2 separate regions of the Rattus norvegicus genome follow, and region 1 is linked to region 2. Evidence: chromatin contacts called from public Hi-C data. All regions are on one chromosome and are shown on one strand. The core of a region is the stretch at or near the end of the contact, and the rest is flanking DNA. Distances in the headings are between cores, read along the strand shown.

The links. Hi-C and Micro-C count contacts between places; a contact is called where the count stands out from the background.
Region 1: a Hi-C map of Schwann cells shows a contact between it and region 2, with 3 times the contacts expected there. The contact joins the promoter of Cmtm3 here to the promoter of Nae1 in region 2. A contact is called at or near these places in 4 of 12 Hi-C or Micro-C datasets (the A7r5 cell line, the Rat2 cell line, Schwann cells and 1 more).

The regions. Positions count from the first base shown.
Region 1 is chr19:632,636-638,994 of GRCr8, forward strand. Cmtm3 (CKLF-like MARVEL transmembrane domain containing 3) reads right to left here and starts at 3,233. Exons shown (of 5, transcript NM_001106164.1): 1 at 3,018-3,233; 2 at 229-384. The coding sequence starts at 3,164.
Region 2 is chr19:447,995-454,483 of GRCr8, forward strand. Nae1 (NEDD8 activating enzyme E1 subunit 1) reads left to right here and starts at 4,468. Exons shown (of 20, transcript NM_032072.4): 1 at 4,468-4,563. The coding sequence starts at 4,511.

The sequences.
Region 1 (6,359 bases), core at 1,983-4,482, 180 kb after region 2:
GAATCATCCTTAGGTGCCCAGTGTCACAGACCAGCTCAGGAGGCTCCTACCATGAGGACCGTGGTCACAGTGCTAATGGGTGGGCAGCGGTGGAGTTGTGTGAGTGTCCTGAATTATCTGAAGCTTTCAAACTGCTCACTATTGCTGCAGACAGTAGGGCTGAAATGTGGAACCCTAGATTCTTTGGGTGACAGCCAACCCCTTCCTTCTGGTTCCCCTGATCCTTACCATCATGGGCCAGCACAAGCCCTGCCACTTGTCATTCAGCTGCATGGCATCAGCAAAGAGGAAGTAGATGGCCAACAGAAACTCCAGAAGAGGCACTGTGAGGAAGGCAGATGCCGAGGATACCACATAGCAGACGAAGGTAATGAATGAAAGGCCCTGCGGAAGAGCAAGGATATTCAAACCCTCTTACCACCCCCAGCCCAGGACATAACCCCGAGTCCTATACCTTGCTGAATCCCTGCTAGGACCCCATCTCGAAGCCCCAGACTCCCTAGCAGGGTGCTTGTGGGGCTGCTGAACTCTTAAGCTCTACGACAGAACATAGCCAGCTTAGCTGTGTCCACAAGGGGGCGAGCCGGAGCTAAAATCTACTGCTTTCAAACCGTCACACCCAACACCTAATTAGGTAAACCTAACTTCATTAAGGATGTTGTGCATGCTGAAGTGGTTGCGGTGGAGACGTACTGACATCTACAGTTGAGTTTGAATGACTGAAAGCACAGGGAGGTGGATGGAAACGGGCGATAGAGAAGGCTGAGCAATGTTAGCCACTGCACAGTTCAGGTGCGGCGATGCAGGGGGGTTGATAGAGATGTCTTGCCACTCCTGCATCTGCGAGTCTTCATGAAAAGAACAACAATAGCTATGCATGAGGCTGGGGTTGCAGCTCAGCTGGTAGAGAACTTGCCTAGGCTACACAAAGCTCTGGGTTCGATCCAGAGCACTGTATAAACTAGGCATGGCGGTACATGCATGGAATCTTAGCACTTGGGAGGGGAAGCAGAGAGACCAGAGGTTCAAAGTCCTCCTCAGCCTGGGATACATGAAACCCAATCTCAACAAAGTCATAACTCTCTTGGAGAGAGTAAAGACATAGGGTTCCTGCTGCACCATTCCCAGTCTATGTGAAAGGTGGGGCTAGCTATACCCCACCAGAAGCCTGGGCCACAATGCTCTAGGTATGGAGGATGCTAAGGCTCACTACTGCAGACTTGTGCATGGCATGGAAACAAGATGAAGAAGATAGGTCAGTGGCTCTTCAAGCCCAATCCTTGCTAAGGTTTCTGGACTTCTCTGCTTCTGACAACCACTTGGGTGCTACTCACAGCCTCTCTATCTATCACTGTGGATGGGTTTGAGTCCATCTATAGCTCAGCAGTTTAAGGAGAAACCCAGGAGTCCTGCATGAGGTACCATGGCTGCTTCAGACAAATGAATTGATCTCAGCAACCCCACTCCCACCCCTTTCGTTGAACATATCATGGGGGAAGCTGAGCTTCCCTTGGGAAAACAGGAAACTTAAGGCTTAGAGAAAGGCTTTCTGAGGTTGCCATCAGCCCCTACTGTATTTCCTTGTCAAAGGCTGCTCTTATACCTCTCCTCTTTCTGTTACCATTCTCCTTAAGAAAGTCTGATTCTGGTGACACTCCCCTGCCCCAACACACACACACACACACACACACACACACACACACACACACACACACACACACACACACACACCACCCCTTGATTCCTGTTTTCTCATGCCCTGATTCTTGGTGGCTGCTTCCCCTAGCTTTCTATCCAGGTTAGACTCCCTACTTGCACGGGACCAAGGGGAGGAATGACTAGGGGTGGCTCCCCTATACCCTATAAGCTTGCCCCTTACCCTTCATATTTTCCTAGGTCTGGATTTCTGGCACCCAGCTAGGGCAAGGACATCTTGTGAGTTCTGGCTGGCTGGCACTCACCCCCTTTCCATGAAGGGCTACTGGGTAGGGTAGGATTGAAGCCAGTGGCCAGTGGATTCAAAGTCCCCGCCCTATGCCCCCAGAAGCTCCCAGAGATCTGAAACGGCCAGTTAGAGAATGGGCGTTAGGTACACTTGGTACCTCGCTTAGGAACAAAGTATTAGGTTCTATTGGTGTCCTAGGGTGGACGCCTCCTTCAAAAGTCATGGGGTACAAGGGCAGAACCCCCGCCCCCATCTATCCTCAAGGCCACTAGATGGTCACCTGTCAAATTTCCTAGCAAAACCACTGTCTCTTCTATCTCCGACTCTAAGTGAGAACGGGTCGGATATTAAGTTGCTAGGAAATCTGAGCAACAAGTGGCTGTCACCATGGGCTGTTTCCTCTTTCCACCGTCCCTCCTCCCACCCCTCTCCCAATCTCCATAGGCTCCATGCCAGTTCCCGCCCCACACGTGATGATGCTGGAGTGTTGGGAGGACAAAGGAGACTTTCCTATCCGGGTGGGGACAAGCAAGGAGGAGGAAGGAGTACGGTGCGGGAGGGAGGAAGAAGAGCATGAAGTCACCCGCTGGCTTGCCACCCTGAGACAGTGGTCTGCCTGCACCTTCACTACGTGGCCCCGGCCTCACCCACTCCCCGGGGGCTCATCCCACTCCGCAGGATCTTCATCAAACAGGCCGCTACGTCTCCACAGAGGAGGTGGGAGGTTGTGCAGAGCGGGCGAGGCCAGAAGGAGCCGAGCGAGCGCAGCAGTCCCGGGGGCCCAGAGAGGGTGGAGGCGCTCGAGGTCACACAGCCGCCGGACTGCCGCTCTAGCGGGGTCCAGGTCCCCAAACCCTGGTCTCTAATCCCTTTCGATGGCCTCGTGGGTTGGAGAAGCCAGGAAAACCACGGCTCGGGCCTGATTCTGATTCGAGCTCGCTACAGAAAAGCCGTAGCAAGTTTGGGGGCGGTGGCCCAAATTCACGCGATTTCCCTGCGCTGGAGATGCAAGGCCCGGGGCTGGGGGGCGCGGGGACCTGGCTTCACGCACCCGGGGAGCACGCGCACTCACCGACTCGGCCAGCAGGAGGCGGCCTTTAAGAGAGCAGAGGAAGGCGCGTGCGGGCAACAGGGCTCGGAGCCCCGGCACTGTCCTGCCACTTCGGGGGCCATGCGTGGACTCCGGGTCGGGCTCTGGCTCTGCGTCCCGGGGCCACATAGCGGCGCTATCTGGTCGAGCCTCGGCCTCACAGTCTCACCCACCGCTCTGGAGGGAAGCGGAAACCCGCTGTGCGGAAGAAGAAAAAGTTGAGTTAGACTAGGCCCGGGACTCATCCTCCACTGCCCCGCCCCCACGTCCCCCATCCCCACCCACAACTGCCCCTCGAACCCTGCCCCGCCCATTCTCCCTCCGTCCATTCTCTACGTAGCCCCATATTTCTGGGACACTGCCCTACCCATCCGTCCCCTCGATCCTCCCATCTGCGCCTCCCCCACTGCCCCTGCCCATATCCTGCCCCATCCTTCCAACCACTCCTCATTGCCTCTCAGACCTAGTCCAGTCTGTCTTCTCTATTTCCCCTTACGTCCTTTGCCTCTTCACTGGCGCTAGGATCCTCCCCGACCCCTTGGCCTTCCATTCTCAGTTCCCCCTCCGTCCTGTCCCGCCCACTGACCCCGGCGCACCCTCGGACCCTTCCCCCTACTCCCTTCCCCACCCGTGGTTCTTTGCACCACACTGCCCCTCCGATCATCCTTGGCCCTCTATCCTCCGGTCATTTCTCATTCTCCACACCTCCCATACTGGTTCTCCCCCCAGCCCATCCCGGTCATTCTCTGTGCCCAGTCTCTCACAGCCTCCTTTACCTGCTCCCCCTATCTTCTGCCCTATTCTCCCACCCCTTCCCATGCTCCCCACCCACCTCCCCACCTCCCCCACTCACTATTTCCGCTCCGTCCCACCCCCTCTGACTCTGTACCTAGGTCCTCCCAGTCCCCCTCAAACCCCAGCTGCGGGGTTTGCTCTGTGTGGCTTGCTGGCTTGGAGTCTTCTTGTGTCGTCTGTCTCCTTACCCCGCCCTGACTGACACAGACCCACTTATCTGCCCTGAGCGCTTCGAGGCCGACCACCTGTCCCTGCTCCGCATTCTGCTCTTTAAGCACGAAATAACTTTCTACCCTAGGCACTTTCTGAACCTAGACAACTCCAGGATCCCCCCTCCACCACTCCCGCCCAGTCCTCTCCACTTGCAGAGTGCTTTCTCCCTCTTGGCTCCTCTTGGAGTTTTCCTACTACTTCCCAGGCCACGCTTCCTCTACTCCTTGGCTTGCCCATCTTCCTCTTCTATTTTTCAGGTCACACTCCCTGTCAGGCCTCAGCTAGCACGTCCTTCTTCCTGGCCTCTTTTGTTAGCTGCCTCAGGCTTGGGTTTATTCCTTACTGGACTAACCAGAGATCTGGAATTGTCCTTGTTCTCCCCCACCACTATCCCATCCCGGATGCTCTCTAACTACCACTAAGTTTGCACTCCTGCCCCCCATAACTACTATGAGGCTCTTCAAGAAGTCGCTGCTTTCTTCCTTGTCAGCTAGATAAACTTAAGTCACTAGTCATGCTCCCTCCCACTGTGCCCTCAGGAAAATTGATGCTTCCTCTTGCCATGGGGACTTTTTACAACTGTCCTTTCTAACCATTCACGTGATGTGTGTGTGTGTGTGTGTGTGTGTGCGCGCGCGCGCGCGCGCGTGTGCGTGCATTCTCTTGTGTCTGGGTGCTGATAGAGACCAGGGGTGATTATAGCTGTCTTTGGCTACTTTGTGGTTTCTTCTTTCTTCCACCCTTCTCCATACCTTTCCCTCCACTCTTTTAACCCTTTAACTAGATAAGAGAGAAAACTGGATAGAGAGTGAAAGAAAAAGGAAAGAGATCCCTGAATAAAGTCAGGGGCTGGAAAGAGGTGACATTGTTATTAGACCTTCCTGCTGATTAAGGGCATTGAGTTCCTTGGGGCAAGTTTGAGCTTTGCTGTCAAGAGATCTAATTTCTTCTTTGTGCACAACCTGCAACCAACAATAACCAACAGCCGACCCCGCTTCTTGGGACCCTAGCATGTATACACCCTCTGAGATGTCCCCAGAATGCCAAATGTCACACAATTGCATACATTATCTGCAGCTGGCAAAGCCACACCCTGCCAGAGCACGAGGCAAATCTTAGCTGCTGTGGACGATCTGAAGCACCTCCCAGATCCCACGCTTGGGATTACAGCAAAAACATATTCTTAGAATTCTATTTCTGTGTTTTCTAAAGGGACCGAAACTCCAGAATTCTCACAGGTGACTCTCCTATTATTTCTTGAGACAATATCTCATTGAACTTGAAGCACATGGGATTTCCACAAAACTCACGTGGTCAACGAGCCCCACATACTCTGTCTCTGCTTTCCCAGAACTAGAATTGCCACTATATGGGATCCAACTCAGCTGCAGCTGTGGTCCTCAGGCAGCAAGCATGCTGTTGCATGCAGTCTTTCCAGCCTCCACTTCTGCCATCTTACCTAGTAAAGGCTTCCTCCACGGATGGTAAGGCAGCGTGTTTTCTCCAGGGAGACATTCCTTATATTCCTTTGTTACATCCAGAAGTGGTGCAAGAAACTCAGGGTGTGAAGAAAACCCAGAAGCTTAGGGTAGGGGTCAGGCTGCACCAGGTTAGCCCTGAATAAGATGAGGTCTGGCATGGCTGGAGAGGTGGCTCAGCTGTTAAGACCACTTGCTGCTCTTTCAAAGGTTCCCAGCATTAACTGGGCAGGCAGTTCGCCACCATCTGACAGTTTCCAGGCGAGGGAGAAGGTGATGACATCCCCTTCTGGTGTCTCTGAGTACTGCATGACATGGTACACTCAACCAAGCAGACAAAACACATATTAAAATAAAAGTAAAAAATGGCTCAGTAGGCTAAAACTAGGTTCCCAATCACCCTCAAAATTAAATAAATAAAAATAAAACAGTTCTGAGACTTACTGGATGGTTTAGAGGACAGCCAACTGGCATTAAAATGAAAGGAGAGCATTGATTAGCCTTGTCTGGGGCAGGACTTAGGAGAATGAGACTCTTGCCACAGCTTTCACTCACAGTACACTAGGAAAACACGTGGGAGTTCTAAGAGAGGGCCCCACTTCTAATCTATGTTGTAAAAAGTGGCTATAGGGCTGAAGAGATGGCTCAGAGGTTAAAAGCACTAACTGCTCTTCCAGAGGTCCTGAGTTCAATTCCCAGCAACCACATGGTGGCTCACAACCATCTGCAATGGGGTCTGATGACCTCTTCTAATGTGTCTGATGACAGCTACAATGTGCTCATATACATAAAATAACTAAGTCTTTCTTTTAAAATGTGGCTGTAAATTGAAACTAAA
Region 2 (6,489 bases), core at 3,218-5,717:
CCAAAGTACAGCCGTTTTTGCTCTAGAAGAGAGGGGTTGCCCCAGCCTTGCCCATCTTCTGGGGATCTCTGTGGACGAATATTGAAACAACAGATGTCCAGTGCCTCACCAACAGGCTGAACAATGCTTTCACCTCACTCCTCGCTATATATAGGGCTTGTGGGCTAGGCTGGAATCCTTACTTTTAGTACTAAAAAGAAGCTCTTAGATTTGATCCCTAGCAACACACACACACACACACACACACACACACACACACACACACCACATACAGTTCCAGTTCCAGTTTGAGTGTATGTGTATACATATGATGTGAAGTAATGAGTCTGGAATGTAGACACAGATAGACCAGGCAGATGCTGTTCACACTCCCAGGATCACTGGCTGTGTGACCTGGTGCAAACAGCTTCACCTCTTTGAGTCTGAACTTTCACTTCCTTTATTTATTGATCTGTAAGATAAGATTAGAGAGCCTAGGAGGCTGAAAAGATGGTCAGATGCTATGGTAACTATGACTTCTGGCACCCAGGATACAATTCTCTGTTTTTTTAAAAAAGATTTATTTATTTTATGTTATATGAGTACACTGTAGCTGTCTTCAGACACACCAGAAGAAGACATCAGATCCCATTACAGATGGTTGTGAACCATCATGTGGTTGCTGGGAATTGAACTCAGGACCTCTGGAAGAGCAGTCAGTGCTCTTAACCACTGAGCCATTGCTCCAACCCTAATTCTCTGTTCTTATGATTTCTATCCTTTCACTTTTTCTTAGTTTGTTGGGCACATTTAAAACCCCAAACATTTCTTTTCAAATTGTAGAATATATTTCTACTGCAAAAACTTTGTTAGAATCAGAAAAACATACTTAAGAAAATGTATCTGTTTGTTTATTTATTGTTTGTTTATTATTTATTTATTGTTTGTTTTCTCTTACTGCCCCTAAGTTAGCATGTCAATGCTTGACTAACCTTTCAAAACTTTACACTTACTATTCATTCATTGCTCTGGTATACTTTCTAGTTTTCAACATTGCAGAGTAGCATTGCACTGAACATCCTTTCTTCATTCATCTTTGTGTGCGTGCATGTGCACATGTCCATGTATGTGTGCATGTGCGTGTGTGTCCAGATGCCATGGAACATATGTGTAGATCAGAAGACAATTTTCAGTACTCCTTTTTTCTTCCACCATGCAGGTCCTGGCTATCAAACTCAAGCTGTCAATTTCAGTATTAAGTGTCTTTACTTGAGAAGCCATCTTTCTAACTCCCGAACTTCATGATTTGCTTATTTGAGACTGAGTCTCTCTATGTAGCTCTGGATGTAGCTCTGGTTGGCTTGGCACTTATGTAGACTGCACTTGTTATATAGACCAGGCTGCTGGCCTTATACTTACAACTCGGCTTACCTCTGCCTCCTAAGTGCTTGGATTAAAAATATGTAATACTGGGGGTTGGGGATTTAGCTCAGTGGTAGAGCACTTGCCTAGCAAGCACAAGGCCCTGGGTTCGGTCCCCAGCTCCAAAAAAAAGAAGAAAAAAAAAAAGTATGTAATACTACATCTAGACCTCAAACAATCAGAACTCAAGAAAATATGGTGAGATGGCTTTATGGCTAAGAGCACTGGCTGCTCTTCCAGGGGACCCAGATTCAATTCCTTTATTTTTAAATCTTTTAAGATCTATTTATTTATGTATTTGGGTACTTTGCATGTATATCTGCACACTAGAAGACAACATCAGACAGGTGTGGCTGCTGGGAATTGAACTCAGGACCTTTGGAAGAGCAGTGAGTACTCTTAACCACTGAGCCATCTCCAGCCCTCCAGGTTCAATTCTTAGCACCCACACAGTGGTTCACAATCTTCTGTAATTGCAGTCTCAGGAGATTTGGCCTCATTTTTCTGTCTTCCAGCAGTTCCTGCACATAAACTCACTCAGGCTCACATACATAAATAGAAGTAAGTAAATGTAGCAGGAGTCCTTTATCCTTCTTTTAACATACATTTATCAAATACTTTGTAAAGGTTAAATGGGGAGCCAGTTGTGAACATTGTAGATCACTGTTGCCTCAGGCTGCTCATGAGGTTAGGGGAGGCGTGAATGAGCACCTGGGAGGAAAGCAAAGGTGGCAAGGGCAGCAGGGAAGGCTAGAGGTCAAGCAGAACAATACACATACTGTTTTCTTTCTCTCACAGGCAACAGGCTGTCCTCAGTCCCCCACCCCCACAACTATAGATCCAATGTCTCTGGATAGAGATCAGTAAGGATGGATGAAATAACAGACTTGAATTGGGCTTGACCAGAAATATCAGAATATTTTTTTTTCTAATTCTTCAGTTGGGCTATTTCCCTCCCCCAATCCAAGCCTATCCTCTCTGTGTGAAGCAGGTTGAACATGTAAAACCCATTAAATATTAGTCTTTCCCATAAAACACTATGAAAGTTTTGCTTACCAAAGGGAATTAAAATCTTTTTACCACCCCCCACCACGTTGTGAAACCTCCACCCAAATGTTTTAACCCTGTCCTCCTCACACATGGGCTAAAGCTTGCTTCTACAAAGGCCCCACTTCATTCTTTTATTTTTAAAGATTTATTTATTTTATGCATATGAGCACACTGTAGCTGTCTTCAGATACACCAGAAGAGGGCATCGGATCTCTTTATAGATGGTTGTGAGCCACCATGTGGTTGCTGGGAATTGAACTCAGGACCTCTGGAAGAGTAGTCGGGTGCTCTTAATCGCTGAGCCATCTCTCCAGCCCTGCTTTATTCTTTTAACGGAAGTGACTACAGTGATAACCCCCTCTTTAATTTTTTTCTTCCCCCTTTCTTTCATTTCCTCTGCACCCATTCTTTTAAAGGGCTGGAGAAAAGGCTCAGCAGTTTAGAGCACTTGTTGCTCAGTACTCACACTGAATGTTTCACAACCACGTGCAACTCCTATCCCAGGGGGATGGCCCATAGTTAATGCACTCGCATGTGAATCCTCACACATGTCCACAATTAAGAATAATAATTTTTCCTTAGAGGAGAGGCAGCAAGATGGCTCAGCAGGTAAAGGTTCCTGCCAAACTGGAAGACTTGGATTTATTCCTGGAACCTGTGTTGAGAGAGAGGGAGGAGAAGTGACTTCTGCAAGTTGTCCTCTGTCCTCCATAAGTGCACCGTGGCATTCTTGCACATGCACCCATAAATAAATAAATATTAAAAAATTATAAGAAATGCATGCTCTGAGGTATCCTTTTACCGTTAACAACAACTGAATGCTTCTCAAAAATCACACAATTGCAGGCAGTGCAACACCCTCTGCCCTGCGCCCCCCCTCCCCACTTTCCCCTACCTTCATGTAGTTCTTTCCAATTACATTTGCCGACCTTTCCTTTCCTGGTGACAATGTGCATGAGAGAGGCTATGTAGTGAACTTTCACCTTTCACTTTTGACCTTCTCACATTCCCTGGATGGATTTTATTATCTCTCACGTTTCACCTGTTTAACTAGAGAAAGAATGCGACAAGGGACACATATAATAAGCTGGGAAAGCCTTGTCCCCTTCTCTCCCACCAGTTGGGTTCCATAGGGGTTGGGGAGGGAAGTCACAGCAGGTTGTGCCCTCATTTTGGTACTGACACCGTGCCCAGGGGAAGTGCATTTGTTAGCACAGCAACATTACTGTCAAACTGAGCCATCTCTTTGGTCCCCCAACCCCACAGGGCTAGAGGGATTGTGTGTGGGGATGTACAATCATCATGTGCTGGGATAATAATCTCGGGATGTGCAGGCAGATATGGCAACCATGAATCTGGAGACTCCTGTAGGATTTGAGATAGAGGAAGGGAGTCTCTTGTTACCTCCTGTCCTCAACTTGCTCATAAGCTCCTCCCTTAGCATCGGCCACCACAGGACAGTCATCCTGTGTCACGTGGATCAATGGTGGCAACTGCAGCGTTAATTTCCTCCTTGCTCATGGGCCTCACAGGCAGCTTCAGCTGCTTCTCACACACCGCCCCCTCTCCCCCATCCACGTTTCACTTGTCACCTAATGCTGTTGAATCTTGTTCAAAAGACTTTTTCTATTGCGTCACCACGGAGACCATTCTTGGAGGGAAGCAGTGCACTGAGGCCTCTCTGTCTACCCATCAGGCTAGCTTCTCTATATAGAATATACAATATACAAGTATGCTGGTGTATTACTGTTCCTCTTGGCGGACTCTCAGGAACTGTGAACTCACCCAGAAAAGGATTAAAGTTTATCAGTGATAAGGATTATCACTTGATTTAAAAGACGGGGTTCTCCACAATTACCGCAGGTATAGAGAAACGTACTGTGGAACTCTACCTCTAGTTTCCCCGGCTTCCCAGTGACGCCTGCGCAGTGTTGCTGCGGCGCCCCCTACTGGCGGCGCGTAGGAGGAGGTCGCTTAAAGGCTCTTAATGCGCCTGCGTGAGGGCGAGTAGGTGGAGGCCTACTTACGCGGCTCTGCTGATCGTGGGGCAAGCGCGGCCATGGCTCAGCAAGGGAAGATACTCAAGGAGCAAAAGTACGACCGGCAGCTGAGGTGAGCCGGGGTTTCCGAGTAAGCAAGCCGGCGGGCTTGCAGGCTCTCCGGAGGTCGGCGGGGCCTAAGAGCCTAGGCGGCGTGGGCCGGCCTCCCACAGGCCTGCCGCTGCGCCTGGCCGTGCGGGGCGTGGGGAGCCGGCGCTCTGGGCTCTGGCCACTGGGCAAAGTGCTGGGCGAAGGCCGGATCGCCCCTTCCCGCACGGCTCCGCCACGCTGTGCGCGGTTGGAGGTGCACGGTGTCTCCGCGAATCTGGGCTGCACGGTACAGCAGTCCACACTCGTTCGCTAACCGAGGGGGTCGGGAGTGCCCCATTCCGACCCCGACCGCAGTGTGCTGCGCCCTGTCAGGTATTGTTCTACGTCCGCGCATAATGCTAGTTTCACCTGAGCAATCTCTGTTCGTAATTATACATTTTACACTAGACACCTTTCAAATAAGTTAAAAGAAGCCGGACGGACGTGGTAATCCCAGTACTTGAGAAGCAGAGGCAGGTGGAGAAAGCCAGTCTAGGCTCCATAGGAAGACATTGGGGACAGGGAGAGTAAAAAGAGTCAGAAAATAAGTTTTGCTACTAGTGCCTTCCCCCTCCCACCTTTTATATTGAGAAATGGTCTTATTCAGTCCAGGCTGGTCTTGAACTCAGGCATCTACGTCCCAAGTCCCAAGTGCTCAGATTGCAAATGTTCACTGCCAGGCCAGGCTCAAAAATAAGTTTTTGCGCTTCCCTCCCTTTTTTCTGTCTTTCACGCTTGAGTGGCCTGGACTTGCGATGTAGAGCAGACTGCACTCTAACTTGCAGCAATCCTCCTGCCTCTTTGTCCCAACAGCTGAGATTACAAGTGTGGACCATCACATCCAGTTTATTAAGTGCTGAGGGTGGAACTCTGGGCATCGTGAACGCTTGCCAAATTGAGCTACATCCCCCAATCCCAGAATCAAATTTAATAGTGTTTATAACAGTATTCCAAAAATACTACAATTTCAACGTAATTACCGTTAAAATTACCAAGCTAAATTTTTGTTGTTGTTCACAGTGACTTATAAATCAAGTACCCCCCCCCCCCCACACACACGCATAAAGAATACTTTAATTCATGCTTGTTGCGTTTCTAGTACTCAGTAACCATTTGTGAATACCTTAATGGACAGGGAATATCTAAACCATCAGGTGGATTCTTGGATTACTTTTCCATCCTTGTCTCTCTCCACCTTATTCCTTACTTACTGAGTGTATTTAGTGTGTTGTGTCAGTGGAGGGTATAAAAGTGCTTGCTACCCTCCTGCCCCTCTTGATCCCAAGAGAACTTACACCGTGTCCCTAAGGATGGGAATTTCTCTTTGTGCTGACCACCTCGTTGGCACTCTATCAGAGATTTGGGCACTCAGTTCTGAGAACATCCTTGAAGGCAGGCGTCCTTTGATACTGATAGGGAAACTAAGACTTGTAAAAGTTAGGTAATTTGCCTAGAGTTATACATGTTTTCAACTTGGGGTCATCTAGCTTTTTCAGGCTCATCCTTTGTCCAAGCTTCTAGAGAGAGAAATGAGGTAGTGGAACCCCTATAACAACTATGAGTTCTTACATACTCTTGTAGGTAGAAGGATAAGGCAGCAAAGCCGAGAAGATACTTAAGGTTACTAGGACACCTGAAGAGGATTTTTATTGAGTCCTGTTCATTAAAGTACTACATTGTATCTGTCATAACAAGAGCTGCTTATTGCTGTAGCCCTGTCAGAAGGAAGCAGAGACAAAGTTGAGTAGGCAGGTAGCAGCCAGTGATCAAGTCCTGGCTCTTAGGCTAACAAGAAAATGGATGGACCAGTACTCTAGGGCTCATTCTTCACCTACCCAACCATTTATTACTCAGATAAGACTGTGCCCCCATGGAAAAGAAAAAGTCTCTTTCTGGTCTCTGATTTTTT